2 separate regions of the Sus scrofa genome follow, and region 2 is linked to region 1. A link is a contact called in public HiChIP or PLAC-seq data. All regions are on one chromosome and are shown on one strand. The core of a region is the stretch at or near the end of the contact, and the rest is flanking DNA. Distances in the headings are between cores, read along the strand shown. Region 1 overlaps FGGY (FGGY carbohydrate kinase domain-containing protein). Region 2 overlaps LOC102165506 (a long non-coding RNA gene).

Region 1 (6,420 bases), core at 2,507-5,006:
AAGGAGAACACTACGGATGTTCATTAAAAACTGAAAAACAGAGTTACGTATGATCCTGCAATCTCACTCCTGGGCACATATATGGAGAAAACCACAATTCGAAAAGTTACATGCACACTAATTTTCATAGCAGCGCTGTTTACAATATCCAAGACATGGAAGCAACCTAAGTATCCACTGACAGATGAATGGATAAAGAAGATGTGGTATATACACACAATATACACTCAGCCGTACAAAAGAATGAAGTAATCCCATTTCTGGCAACATGGATAGACCTAGAGATTATCATACTGTGTGAAGTGAGCCAGAGAAAGACAAACATCATATCATATCACTTATATGTGCAATATAAAAAAATGATACAAATGAACTTATTTACAAAACAGAAATAGACTCACAGATACAGAAAACAAACTAATGGTTACCAAAGGGGAAAAGTAGGGGGAGGAATAAAGTAGGAATTTGTGAGTAACATATATATGCTACTATATATAAAATAACCAACAAGGACCTACTGTATAGTACAGGGAACTCTACTTAATATCTTATAATAATGTATACTGGAAAAGAATCTAAAAAGAAATATATTATATATATGTATATAACTGAATTACTTTTCTGTATACCTGAAACTAACCCAATATTGTAGCTCAACTACATTTCAATAAACTTTTAAAAAGAAATGACTGAATGAGTAAGAAATTGAAAGAAAGAATGAGGAGATGAATTTCCCATGCAGAAGAATTCCAAGTTTATGTAAATATTCCACCCCCAAGAAGTAGAGCCTAACTTCCACTCCTTAAGCGTGGGCTCTGCATAGTAAATTCCATCCAAAAACAACAGTGTGGAAAGTGGAAAAACAGAGTAATTTTACAGTGCCAGGTGATCAAGATCAGCATCAACACTGATAAGTCATGGTGATAGTACGTATCCTTGAGAGAGTGGCACTTTATCTCTGGGGTCTTCCTCCCCCAAACCTACAACCACAGTCTAATCATCAGAAAAATGTCAGAAAATGCCAACTGAGGGATATGCTACAAAATACCTGACCAGTACTCCTCAAAACTGTCAAGGTCACCAAAAACCAGAGGAGCCTAAGGATAGGCTGACTAAATGCAATCTACTATCCTAGATGGGATCCTGCAACAGATAAAGGACTTTACGCAAAACTGTGGAAAGCTGAATAAAGTAAGAAGTTTAGCTAATAACAACATTATCAACATTAGCTCATCAACTGCAACAACTGTACCATACTAATGTAAGATGTTAAAAATAAGGGAGACTGGGCATGGGGGTTGTGAAAACTCTGCGTATTTCACAATTTTTCCACAAATACAAAGCTGTTCTAAAACCAGAGTTGATTGAAATAATATATGCATATGTACCTACAGACACATACACATATATTATGTCAGGTGATTGATAAGTACCAGGCAAGCAAAATCAAATAGGATATGGGTGAAGAATGGCAGACGTAGAGCAGGCAGTTTGTATAGGGTGGCAGGCCTGGCATCTCTCTGAGAAGATGATATTTGGGCAGAGATCAGAAGGGGATGAGAGGATGAACCATTCAGAAATCCAAGGAAGTGAATCTCATACAGAGGAATTGTAAGTCTGAAAGCCCAGAGGTGGGAGTGGACAGAGAGAAGAGGCCAGGGAAATGGAGCAGCCTAGAGAAGGGGCAGAAGAGCAGGAGATGAAATCTTAAAAGGAGTGGGTGCCAGGCTGGATGGGTGTCGGGTGCCCAAGTGAGAACCAAATAAATGATTCAATAAATGAGATGAATGGAAACTGATCATCTTGAAATTTATGTTGGGTTCTCTAGCCTTTAAAAAAAAAATAAAGAAATGAAAACATAAATGAAGGTCATGCTTTGTAATATACCTCCTTTCCCCAAACACATACAAATATTTTATCATAATTATAGCCTACAACTGCTCCAACTAGACCCTCTAGTCCCACTGAAGCAGTCTCAGGAATGTCATCTCCTTTCCGAAACAAAATTTGAGACTGTTTCTAGATGAGCAAAGTGAAATGAAGGCTTGAGGCCAAATTTTCACATAATTCAATTTAAAAAAGACTTACATATGCTTAAAAATCTTTAGATAATGGAAAGAAAAGTGGATTTTCCTCTCTTCATTATTAAAGCAATTGGCTCAAATGCTCATTTCATTTTGGACATGTAGGCATAACCCAGAGTCTGTAATTAGTTTTAAACCACCAAAGGAGAAACAGAATAAAATCTCAACTAACTGAAGGACCATTTTTCCCTTGACGTACTTGGCTTTCAATGGCTAGAGGCATAAGGCATGGATCCAAAAAGCAAGCTTATAACTGGGGCTGATTTAAAAAACAAAACAAAATAACTTGCAAAGTACGCCTTGGATGAGTCCAATAGGAACTCCTTGCTTGCTGCCTTCTCCCTCTCTCACTCTAGTGCCATGGAGAGAAGTTATCCTGTAGGATGATGAAATCCCCAATCACTGGGGGACAGTCCCCCAGGCTCATCCCTTGCTATGAGAGGCACAGAACTCTCTAATCTTTCTGAGATTTGTATCCCTAAGGATGAAATAAATAACACTTTCCTTTGAACTTCCTTTTAACCAGAAAGGTACATAAACAAAGGCATTCGATTACATGAGTACAAAAGTAAAACGCGCATCTCTCAATTGTGGGGACTTGATCTCAGAATATCTTGGTTTATTTAAAACTACAACCAGGCGTTCCCATCATGGCACAGTGGAAACAAATCCAACTAGGAACCATGAGATTGCAGGGTCGATCCCTGGCCTTACTCAGTGGGTTAAGGATCTGGTGTTGCTGTGAGCTGTGGTGTAGGTCACAGATGTGGCTCAGATCTGCTGTTGCTTTAGGGCTGTGGCTAGACCAGCAGCTATAGCTCCAATTCAACCCCTAGCCTGGGAACCTCCATATGCCACAGGTGTGGCCCTCAAAAAGAAAAAAGACAAAAAACAAACAAACAAAAACTACAACCAATCAGGGGCCACATCTTGGGGGGAGTTAACCTCTCTGAACCTCAGCCCAATGTCTGCCTGCAAGGGCCTTATCAAGATTAAATGAAATATGTCCCTAAAATGCCTAAAACAGTGTCTGGCCTATAAGAAGTGATTAAGATGCATTGCTTCCTTTCATAAACATACATCCTATATTTGCACCTGGCATTGATCGGCATATGGTAGCCACCTGGTAAATACCTGTTGAATAAAAAACTGCCTGAATGAAATCTCTCCAGGGAGACTTGAATGATCTTTTACATAGTGATACTTAATATAATGATGTTTAATATAATGCTGATAGTCACTGCCACTTACTGAGCACATGCTGCTTGTCAGGTGTTGCGATGTGTGCTCACATAACATCATTTCACTGAATTCTCACAACTACCACCTAAGGTAGGCCTTCTTTTAGCTCTACTTTACAAATGAAGAACTGAGATGGAACAATTTTCCTAAGATGATACAACAAGCAAGTCGAAGAACTGGATTTTGAACACATATCCTTCAATTTCAGAGGCCATGTCTTAACTGCTGCAGTATTCTGTGCAGAATGTTAATGCACATTAAAAAAAAAAAAAACACAAATAAACAACAAAAGGACTTTTGACTTCTTTTGTTAAGAAAAACTTGACTAGAGTGAATAAGTCTTCTTGCTGCTCCCAGAATAGCCTCATCTGCATGGATTGGCAGCTGTGAGGCCAGGAACAGGTGGGACCAGTAAAGCTGCCAGGGACTGGCCCTTAAGAAAGCAGCTGAACAAGCTGTCCAGTCCTGTTCCCAGGAGCTGGTACAAATCTGAGGGGGATGCCACTTGTGTGGGCTGGCATGGGGGGAGGACTCTGGGTTCTGGAATCTTACCTTGAACAGAGGTAAAAGTGTCCCAAGGGCAAAAACAAATTATTCAGAAAAGGGGAGCAGGAAGTGTGGTGCTGGGCATGAATCCTACAAGGGTGGGAAGCTAGAACCAAGGGTACTGGTGCGGCTGGAAGCCAAGGCTGAGGGTCAGTGAAAGCTTCCAGACAGGCTGTGAGAAGCACCTGGCAGGGAGCCTTCTCAGTTGATGGGGGGAGGGGGTCCCCAGCCCTGCGGTGTAGAGGTAGGAGTGTCAATGTGCAGGGCAAGGGGTTGGATGGAATAATCTTTTTTTTTTTTTTTTGTCTTTTTGCCATTTCTTGGGCCGCTCCCGCGGCATATGGAGGTTCCCAGGCTAGGGGTCGAATCGGAGCTGTAGCTGCCAGCCTATGCCAGAGCCACAGCAACGTGGGATCCGAGGTGCGTCTGCAACCTACACCACAGCTCACGGCAACGCCGGATTGTTAACCCACTGAGCAAGGGCAGGGACCGAACCTGCAACCTCATGGTTCCTAGTCAGATTCGTTAACCACTGCGCCACGATGGGAACTCCGGGATGGAATAATCTTAACCCCAGAACCCTCCTTGAGGTACACGTGCCTTAGAGACTGTAACAGTAACTAAGAGCATGGACTCTTGGGCCAAACTGCCTGGGTTCAAACTCAGTTTCTCTATTTACCAGCTGTGTGACCATAGCCACACTGCTTAACTTCTCTGTGCCTCATTCTCCCCATCTATCCAAAGGAATAACAATGCCCCCTATCTCAGGGTTTCTATGAGGATCAAATATATGTAGAAAAAACTATAAGATAATATAGAAAGTGCTGGCACACGGAAGGATTTATGTACCACCTATTGTTATTATCACCTCCCAGAGTTGATGAGATGATACATGAGATGCTGTCTAACTCCAACAGCAAGAATTCCTCCCTTTTCCCTCTTCCTTCACACAGTGCATTTTTAGCAGTATGGCCAGGACTTAAACTAAATCTTTAGGCTCCAAGTGCTATGCTCCCCAAGCATGGCTGTCTAGTAGTAAGGTCTAAGCAGTGCTGGTCATAGCCCTCTGACAACACCCATGTGCCCTTCTCTTCTTGGCATGTCCTTTTCAGTCATCCCAAACCTAAGCTCTTCTGGTTCAATCCAAGGCGGACCTACAATTGCGTATCACACCTGTGGGTTCATACTACTTCCTCCTTCCTGTCTTTCCCAGCTCCCGCCCAGCCTGACTTTGTAGGCAGAGTAGTTCCTTTCATTAAGGCATCTCCTGCTCAAAAGCACACTATAGCTTCCCCTGCTGGTGTTGGGAGGTATCGTACTGGTCCAGGTGGTATAGAGCCTCTAATTCCTGGAGTTCTCCATTTGAGTCCATGAGCAACTGCTGATGGATTACAGCATCAGAGAAAGTGGGAACACTTCTGCCAGCAGAGCCAAAGAAAGTACCATATGGGCATATCTAAAACCCCAATTGTAAGCACATGTATCTACAGAAGGAGAGCAACAACAAAAGCCTTGAGCCATTAAACTATGGAATATTTCTAATTTTCCCACTAATACTTGATTGCTATAATTTAAGCCTCAATGTTCTCATCTGCAAAATAGGACAATACCTCCGTCATGGAAGCACTGGCAGGGTTAAAGAAGGATACAGATCTAGAGTGTCTGGGTCAGCAGTCCTGCACCAAAGTGTTGTCATAACTAGCACCATTATTGTTCTAAAACCCAGATGCCTCTCTCTGGCCTTCAAAGTCCTGTCCAACCTGCCCCCACTCCATTTACCCATTCTCATTTCTCATAGTTCTCTGGGATTTGCTGGCCTGTCCCTCTGAGACATTTCCATTTTGTGTCTTCTCTGGGTTAGTTCCTATCCTCACTCCCATAATACCCAAACCTGAGTTTCTATTTTTTATTACAATTTTTTAATTAGTTAACATGTAATTGTTCATAGTATTCTCTTAAGCAGAAATTGACAGAACATTGTAAATTAGCTATAACAAATTTTTTTTAAAAAGAACATCTAGGAGTTCCCATCATGGCGCAGTGGTTAACGAATCTGACTAGGAACCATGAGGTTGCGGGTTCGGTCCCTGCCCTTGCTCAGTGGGTTAACAATCCGGCGTTGCCGTGAGCTGTGGTGTAGGTTGCAGACGCGGCTCGGATCCCGTGTTGCTGTGGCTCTGGCGTAGGCCGGTGGCTACAGCTCCGATTGGACCCCTAGCCTGGGAACCTCCATATGCCACCGGAGAGGCCCAAGAAATAGCAAAAAAAAAAAAAAAAAAAAAATCTAGGTATGCACAGAAGAAAAAAATTAAATTAAAGCATAGTTGATTTATATCATTGTATCAATTTCTGCTGTACAGCAAAGTGACTCAATTATACACATATATACATTTTTAAAATATTCTTTTCCATCATGGTCTATCCCAGGAGACTGGATATAGTTCCCTGTGATATGCAGTAGGACTCTGTTGTTTATCCATTCTAAATGTAATAGTTTGCATCTACAAACCTCGAACTCCTAGTCCATCCCCCCTTACCCCCTGGCAAC
Region 2 (6,417 bases), core at 3,484-5,983, 540 kb after region 1:
TGTGTGCTAGAAGTGCCCAGATGATTCAAGTTAGGTGTCAGAGTGTCTACTTTGTTCTTGGTTATGTACTAATGATATACCAGTCATTTAATTTCTCTGACCTGTTTTCTTATCTCCAGCATAGGGATAGACATATGATTTGACTTGCCTACTGGTTGGTGTTTTAAGGATGATCAAAAGTGTTAGAAAAGCATGCTGAACATCAGAAATCTTCACACAAGGCTGAGGGAACATTCTCAAGCATCATTGCCAATATATATCTTGTCTCCCCTTTTCCCACCTCCCAGCCCTACAAAGCCGTCACACAGAACCACCTGCCATTTCCTACACAGGTCTCTGCTGTTTCATGCCTCAGCATGAAAGAAATCACACAGCTTGATTTCTCTGCCTGGAATGCCCTTCCCCTCATCCTTCACCCGTACCCCTTACTGGCAGGATACCTAAGAACCGTACTCACTCTCCAAAGCCCGGCTTCCAGGGGGCTTCTTGCTCAAATCCCCTTAGACCCACCCAATCAGAATCAATCACCCCGCCCCCTTTTGTAATCCACTGTGAGAGTTTAGACTGCCAACACATCTTTCATCACCTTACCTGTCTACTTCTGTTTAATCATCTGTGTAATGGCACTATCACACAGTGATGAAGCCCATCAGCTCCAGAACCTGGGTTCCAATCCTGATTCTCACACTTACTAATTGTGTTAGTTTGGGGAAGTAACTTACCCTCTCTGTGCCTCAGTTTCCCTCCCTGTTAAATAGGATGATAATGATACCTTCCTTGTATGGTTGTTGTTGAGAGACACCTTAACGCTCAGAATAGTGGCAGGTGCTTAGTAGGTGTTCTGTACGTTTCAACTTTCATTAGTCTTTCTGTCTTTCTTGTCTGATGGCAAGGACTAGGATTTCTCAGTGCCTACAACAACCCGGCACACAGGAGGGCCCAACAAACAATTGTGGAATGAGTGACTCAGAAAATCCTTGGGCCATGAATTCTTGTGTCCCCATTCAGCCCTTTCCCCCTTCCCCCAGGTCCTGCCTGCTCTCCAGTTTTCCCTAGAAGTGGGTCTTGGAGCTTCTGTTTTCCATTCAGTACCAGTGCTGTTTTCTCCATCAGAGATTCCCCCATCTCTTGTCCAGCTACCTGCCTGGCTTTCTGACTCAGATTCTTCTTCTCCCACCCCAGCCCACAGTCCTGCTTCAGACCCAGCCTGCGAATGCATTGTTCCCTCCACGCTTCCTCTGCTTCTGATCCCTCTAGAGATTATATTTTCTACTGAATTACTTCAGAAGGCCAGGACTTCTGAAGGTCCCCCAGCCTTTGGGTCCCCACCGCCATGAATTTATCTTCTCAAGAAGGGCTTGCCCAGGGAGTTTCCGTCATGGCGCAGCGGAAACGAATCCAACTAGGAACCATGAGGTTTTGGGTTCGATCCTTGGCCTCACTCAGTGGGTTAAGGATCCGGCACTGCTGTGAGCTGTGGTGTAGGTCACAGACTCAGCTCAGATCCTGCATTGCTGTGGCTGTGGTGTAGGCCTGCAGCTGTAGCTCTGATTCAACCCCTAGCCTGGGAACCTCCGTATGCTGCAGGTGCAGCCCTAAAAAAAAAAGCAAAAAAGGGGGGGGGGAGCTTACCTGACTCCTTCTGTGAGCCTGAAAACCCCCTCTCCATCTTATCCATCCGGTTGTGTATCTACCTATGCATCCCCCACTTATCTACCCACTCAGAGCTCCTACATATCTGTTCACCTACCTACCACTCATCCATCTTACCTATTTACTCACCCACCCACACACTCACCAACCACCCTTCCATCTATCCATCCATCATCCACCCATCCACCAAAGCATTCAATTAATATTCACTCTATACCTACCTCTTTCCAGTCACTGTATGGAATACAGACTTGAACAAAAAGAGCTGGTCCCTCATCTCATGTAGTTTATAATCTACCTGGGGAAATTAGAAAGCTCATCCACAGCTTGTGGCCAAAGGTAGTTTGTGTCATATGGGTGCTATGGCACATTTTATAATTAGAGTCCTTGGATGAACTTCAGGGACCTGTGAACTCCTTGAAACTGTAAGCAAAACTATTTAGATAAGAGGGTGTACATGGTGCTTATTTATATTCATGTGCATTTTCAGGGAAGAGGCTCCATGGCCTCATGGCATTCTCCAAGAGGGTCTCCAGGAAGCACCAGACACTATATACAGGGAAACCTGGAAGATAGAGAGCCATAGTTCAGAGCCTTGACGTGGAGGAAAAGGCAAACTGATGTTTATTTCAGACCCACTGTGTTTGGACTGCATGTGTGTGTCCCCTTAAAGTCCCATGTTGAAGCCCTAACCCCCAACATAAGAGGGTTCGGAGGTAGCGTCTTTGGGAGGGCATTAAGTTTAGATGAGGGTATGAGGATGGAGACCCCAGGGTGGGATTGGTGACCTTATGAGAAGAGGGAGAGACGGCAGAGCTCCCTCCCTCTGCCGTGTGAGGATGTGGCATGAAGGTGGGCCTCTACAGGCAAGGATGAGGGTCTGCATCAGACCTGACCATGTATGCACCCTCTTCTCAGACTTCCAAACCCCCAGAACCATGAGAAATAGGTGTCTGTTATTTATTTGAGCTGTCCAGTGCATATGCTATTTTGTTACAGTAGCCAGAGCCGAATAAGATGCTGTATGCCAGGCACCATTTCTTCAAGTTGTGCAGCCTTGGCTGTGTCCCTGTTTGGGGAATAGGAAAGGGAGAGAAAGTGGCCAGAGGAAATTAGCATTTCCTGAGCACTTGACTAGGCAACATTTTCTTATTTAATGCTTAGCACCCTTCAAAATAGGTTGTATTATGCCTGTTTTCCGGAAGAGGAGGTGAGGAGAGAGGTAAAGCGAGGACCCAGGCACACTGTCATAGGGGTAGAGTGAGGGTTAAATCCAGGTCGTTGGGGCTCTTGGCCTCTAGACCCCTCTCCCTCCCAGGCTTGTCTATGCCTCAAGCATGATGCTGAGTGAGTGGGTGCTTTGGTGCTGTAGAACCTCACTTGGGGGAAGACTGATTGTCGTCTGAGCGTAGAGAAATGTTAAAAGAGTTTTACGAGCCTCAGAAATTGCTGTCATTAAATTTTCAACAAGCTTTTCCTGAGGATTCTTCCCCTGTAGAAGGTCAGCAAGTGGTGCTTCTTGCTCTGGGAGCGTTATCACAGCGGTTTCCAGGAACAAGGCTGGGCACCAGCCATCACTCAGCAAGCACTTGTGGGTGGGTCTGTTGGCAGAAAAGCACCTTCAGCTCCAGCCAACCTCCCGGCCCCCCCTCTGCTGTGGGGGGTGGGGGGGAGCAGTCTGCTCCATCGCAGCTGGCAGAATAGGTGTCGCCTCAAAACTGCCCCACTGCCTGGAGCCAGGGGCCTTGCCAGCAGGGTATATAGTCTCTTCTGTCCAGGAGTTTCCAGAACTTCGAGAAAGCGTGTGTCCAGGCCAGCTGCCCACCCAGACTTTTCCTAAGCTGTTTAACATTCCACCACTCCCTCCCTGCCTTGAAGGAGTTCAAACCCAGGTTGCAAACCACTGGACTCCATGCAAAAGGAGATTGAACTCAATGACCTCTGAGCTGGTCACGTAAGACTGGCATGAATTAAGGGAGAAAATGTTTTTTCAACTAGAATTGTTTTCTCCTTGAAGGCAAGGACCGTATAATTTGTTGATTTGGCCTCATAACTAGATTTACCCTTCCCATGGGCTCCACTCCCACCCCACCCTAGTCTAGGATACCACCGGCATTGCCCCAAATCACCAGTCTTCCTGCATGCATCTTGTTCCATTCCAGCCGAATGACCTTTCCAAGTGTATCACATTATCTCTCTGGCCTTCTTCTAATGGATTTTAAGACCAAAAGTTTTTCCCAACCAGTCCACATTGCATTCCTCGCTTATGGCTATGCCTTTGCACCGATGCCCTGGCCACCCCGCTCCTCCCCTAACTCACATTCTCATGGGCTGTTTTCCCTGCTCTGGGTACCCCCAGGTTCCCCCATGAGCTCCTCTTCAGCCCACAGTCTCAGCCACTAACATGGGGAACCAGTCCTTCCCTCGAGCCCTCTTCATTCTGGGCTGTAATTTTCTGGTCCATTTTCTGGCTCTCCTACCGGGTGTAAGCTCCAGGCAGGCTGCATCTATGTTTGTTTGTTTGTTTGTTTGTCATATTCTCAGCATCCAGCCCACAAGGCCTGAGACCCTTACTCCTAAGAGGTACTTAATGAACACATTTGCCTTCCATGGATCAGGGCTATCCTCAGAGGTGAGGTCAGACTCCTTGCCCCTCCCACCCCTGCCGAGCTTGAAAGGCCCCCAATGTGGAAGCCATTAGTGCACCCTCCCCCTGCCCTTAACTGAATTTGCTCGGAAGAGGCAGGAGCTTTTGGAAGCACCTGAATCCGATTATAGAGCTTGGAACCAAAGCCAGGCATAATCGGGCCGCCTCACCCATCCCCACCCTCCTTTTTAGCCAGATGACCAGCATCCTGCCCCCTCAGGCACCCTGCCTGCATGTTCTGGCGGTGACAGCAGTGCCACCACTGAATGGGCAGCTGTGGTCACATTTAGAGAGGGTGAGGCAGAGATACCCACTTCAACTCTGACATTCAGTCCGTCTCTTGTGACTCGGGTTGCCACTTGCCCCTAGGGCTGCAGGATGCAAGCAGGGCTAACCGTTTCATTAGATATCTGTGACATGGAAAAGGTCAGACAAGTGGGCTGGGCTGCTGAGTCACCGGGCTTGAGTGTCCATCCCTGAGACTCTGCCATCGTAGCCTGCCCATCTCAAGGGGCACTCGGTCACTCTCTGAAGCCAGTGCGATGCCTGGAATGGAGTCAGGGCAGGGTATGCAGGGGAAGATGCCCCTTGTCTGTCTCTATAAAGGGAGATGATATAACATGGTTGAGAGGAGAGCAAGCTTGGAGCAGATGCCCCTGGGTTGAAATGCCATCTCTGCAGCACTAGCTGGTACCCGAAGCAAGTTGCTTAACGTCTTCCTCCGACTCTCAGATCTTCATTTATATGGGCCCCAAAATATTTCCTAACACATAGGGCTGCTGGGAGAATAAGTGAAGTAAAGGATGAAAGGAACTTAGCAGAGAGCTTGGCGAACGGGCACCTGTCCGCAAATGGTAAGCACTATTACTTGGACACGCCGATCTCTCCGTGGATACTTGATCCCTGGGGAACACGATGTCTCCCCACAGTCAGCGGGCTCTGGCCTCCGCCGCCCCACATCCACAGTACATATCTGGGGCTTGGGGCATTTCAGTTACAATGAGGGCGAGCCAGGGAGAAATGAAAAGGAAGTAAAAGGCTAGGGGCATTTTTAGAATTTTACTATCTCAAACGGACAAATCCCTTCCTGATGGTTGTGTTGGTCCCAGTGGAAACCAGATGCATAGGTAGACATAGGGCCACACAGGCAGCCCAGCAAGCAGGGTCTTACCACGTCAGGCTTTTTGTCCTGGGCAGCTGGAGAATGCTGAGTTTGTTAACCGAGACCTCTGAAACACGCACCCTTTTACCATTCACCAAATTCACACCAAGGCTGTGGCCTTTGGCTCAAGATCCTCTTCCCCCTTCATCTAATACTTCTACTCCTCCAAACAGAGGGAAAACATCAAAGCACTCTTTGGACAACACGGAGAAGACCAAATTTGCTCAGCGGCATTTGGCAAGCTGTTTAACCTTCCTTATAACCTAGCTATCTTTAGCCTCCTTGATGCTATTTTCAAATGTCAAACGAGCAAATATTGCTTCCAGAATGGTTCTGATCTGGGATGTGACAGGATGCGTGGGGGTGGGGAGATGAGCAGGAGGTAGGGATAGTAAAGGAGCCTTCTGGTCGTGGGTGAGATCATACACCAGCTTTACAACTGCCCAAATTCTCTCCCTTCTACTGGCTCTGACACCTCCTCCAGGAAGCTGACCTGTTTAAGGGCAGTGGGGCATTCAGTACCACCGGGGCCTCATGTAGAGGGACATCTGCTTATCTGACTCTGGAGCCAGACCTGGACATCACATTAGCCAAAAGAGCAAACTGAATCTTGTGTACCCAGCCCAGTCTAAAAATATTCATTCGTTCATTCATTCTGCAGGTATTTACTGAGCAGCAACTATGGGCCAGACATGGTAATAGGCACTGGGGACACACGAGCTTGCTGAGGTTGATGCCCATTGGAATTGTCTGGGGAGTTAATGAAATGAAGCTCTGGAGCCCCACCCCCAAGAGTCAGTGCAGCAGGTTTGAGGCAGATCTGGAGCCTGAATTTTGAACCAGCACACAGGCATTCTGCTACAGGTGGTCCAGGGTATGAGAACCCCTAGGCTAGCTTGTAGCAACATCTGTTTCCTGAGTACCTCCCTGGTACTGAACAGGAGGAGCATAGAAA

The links. HiChIP or PLAC-seq counts read pairs in DNA pulled down with a chosen protein or histone mark.
Region 2: an H3K27ac HiChIP or PLAC-seq map of skeletal muscle shows a contact between it and region 1. The contact joins two enhancer-like sites. A contact is called at or near these places in 2 of 2 datasets of contacts at active chromatin or transcription factors (alveolar macrophages and skeletal muscle).

What each region holds. Positions count from the first base shown.
Region 1 is chr6:152,798,780-152,805,199 of Sscrofa11.1, forward strand. All of the region lies in intron 14 of FGGY (FGGY carbohydrate kinase domain-containing protein), which reads right to left. Among named protein-coding and RNA genes, the nearest start is that of HOOK1, 93 kb to the left of the region's middle. Within about 2 kb of position 3,757, at least 3 of the 83 cell types and tissues checked have an H3K27ac peak or open chromatin away from gene starts, as enhancers often do. A contact at or near this core is called in skeletal muscle, where this site is marked.
Region 2 is chr6:153,337,853-153,344,269 of Sscrofa11.1, forward strand. All of the region lies in intron 3 of LOC102165506 (a long non-coding RNA gene), which reads left to right. Among named protein-coding and RNA genes, the nearest start is that of FGGY, 130 kb to the left of the region's middle. Within about 2 kb of position 4,734, at least 4 of the 83 cell types and tissues checked have an H3K27ac peak or open chromatin away from gene starts, as enhancers often do. A contact at or near this core is called in skeletal muscle, where this site is marked.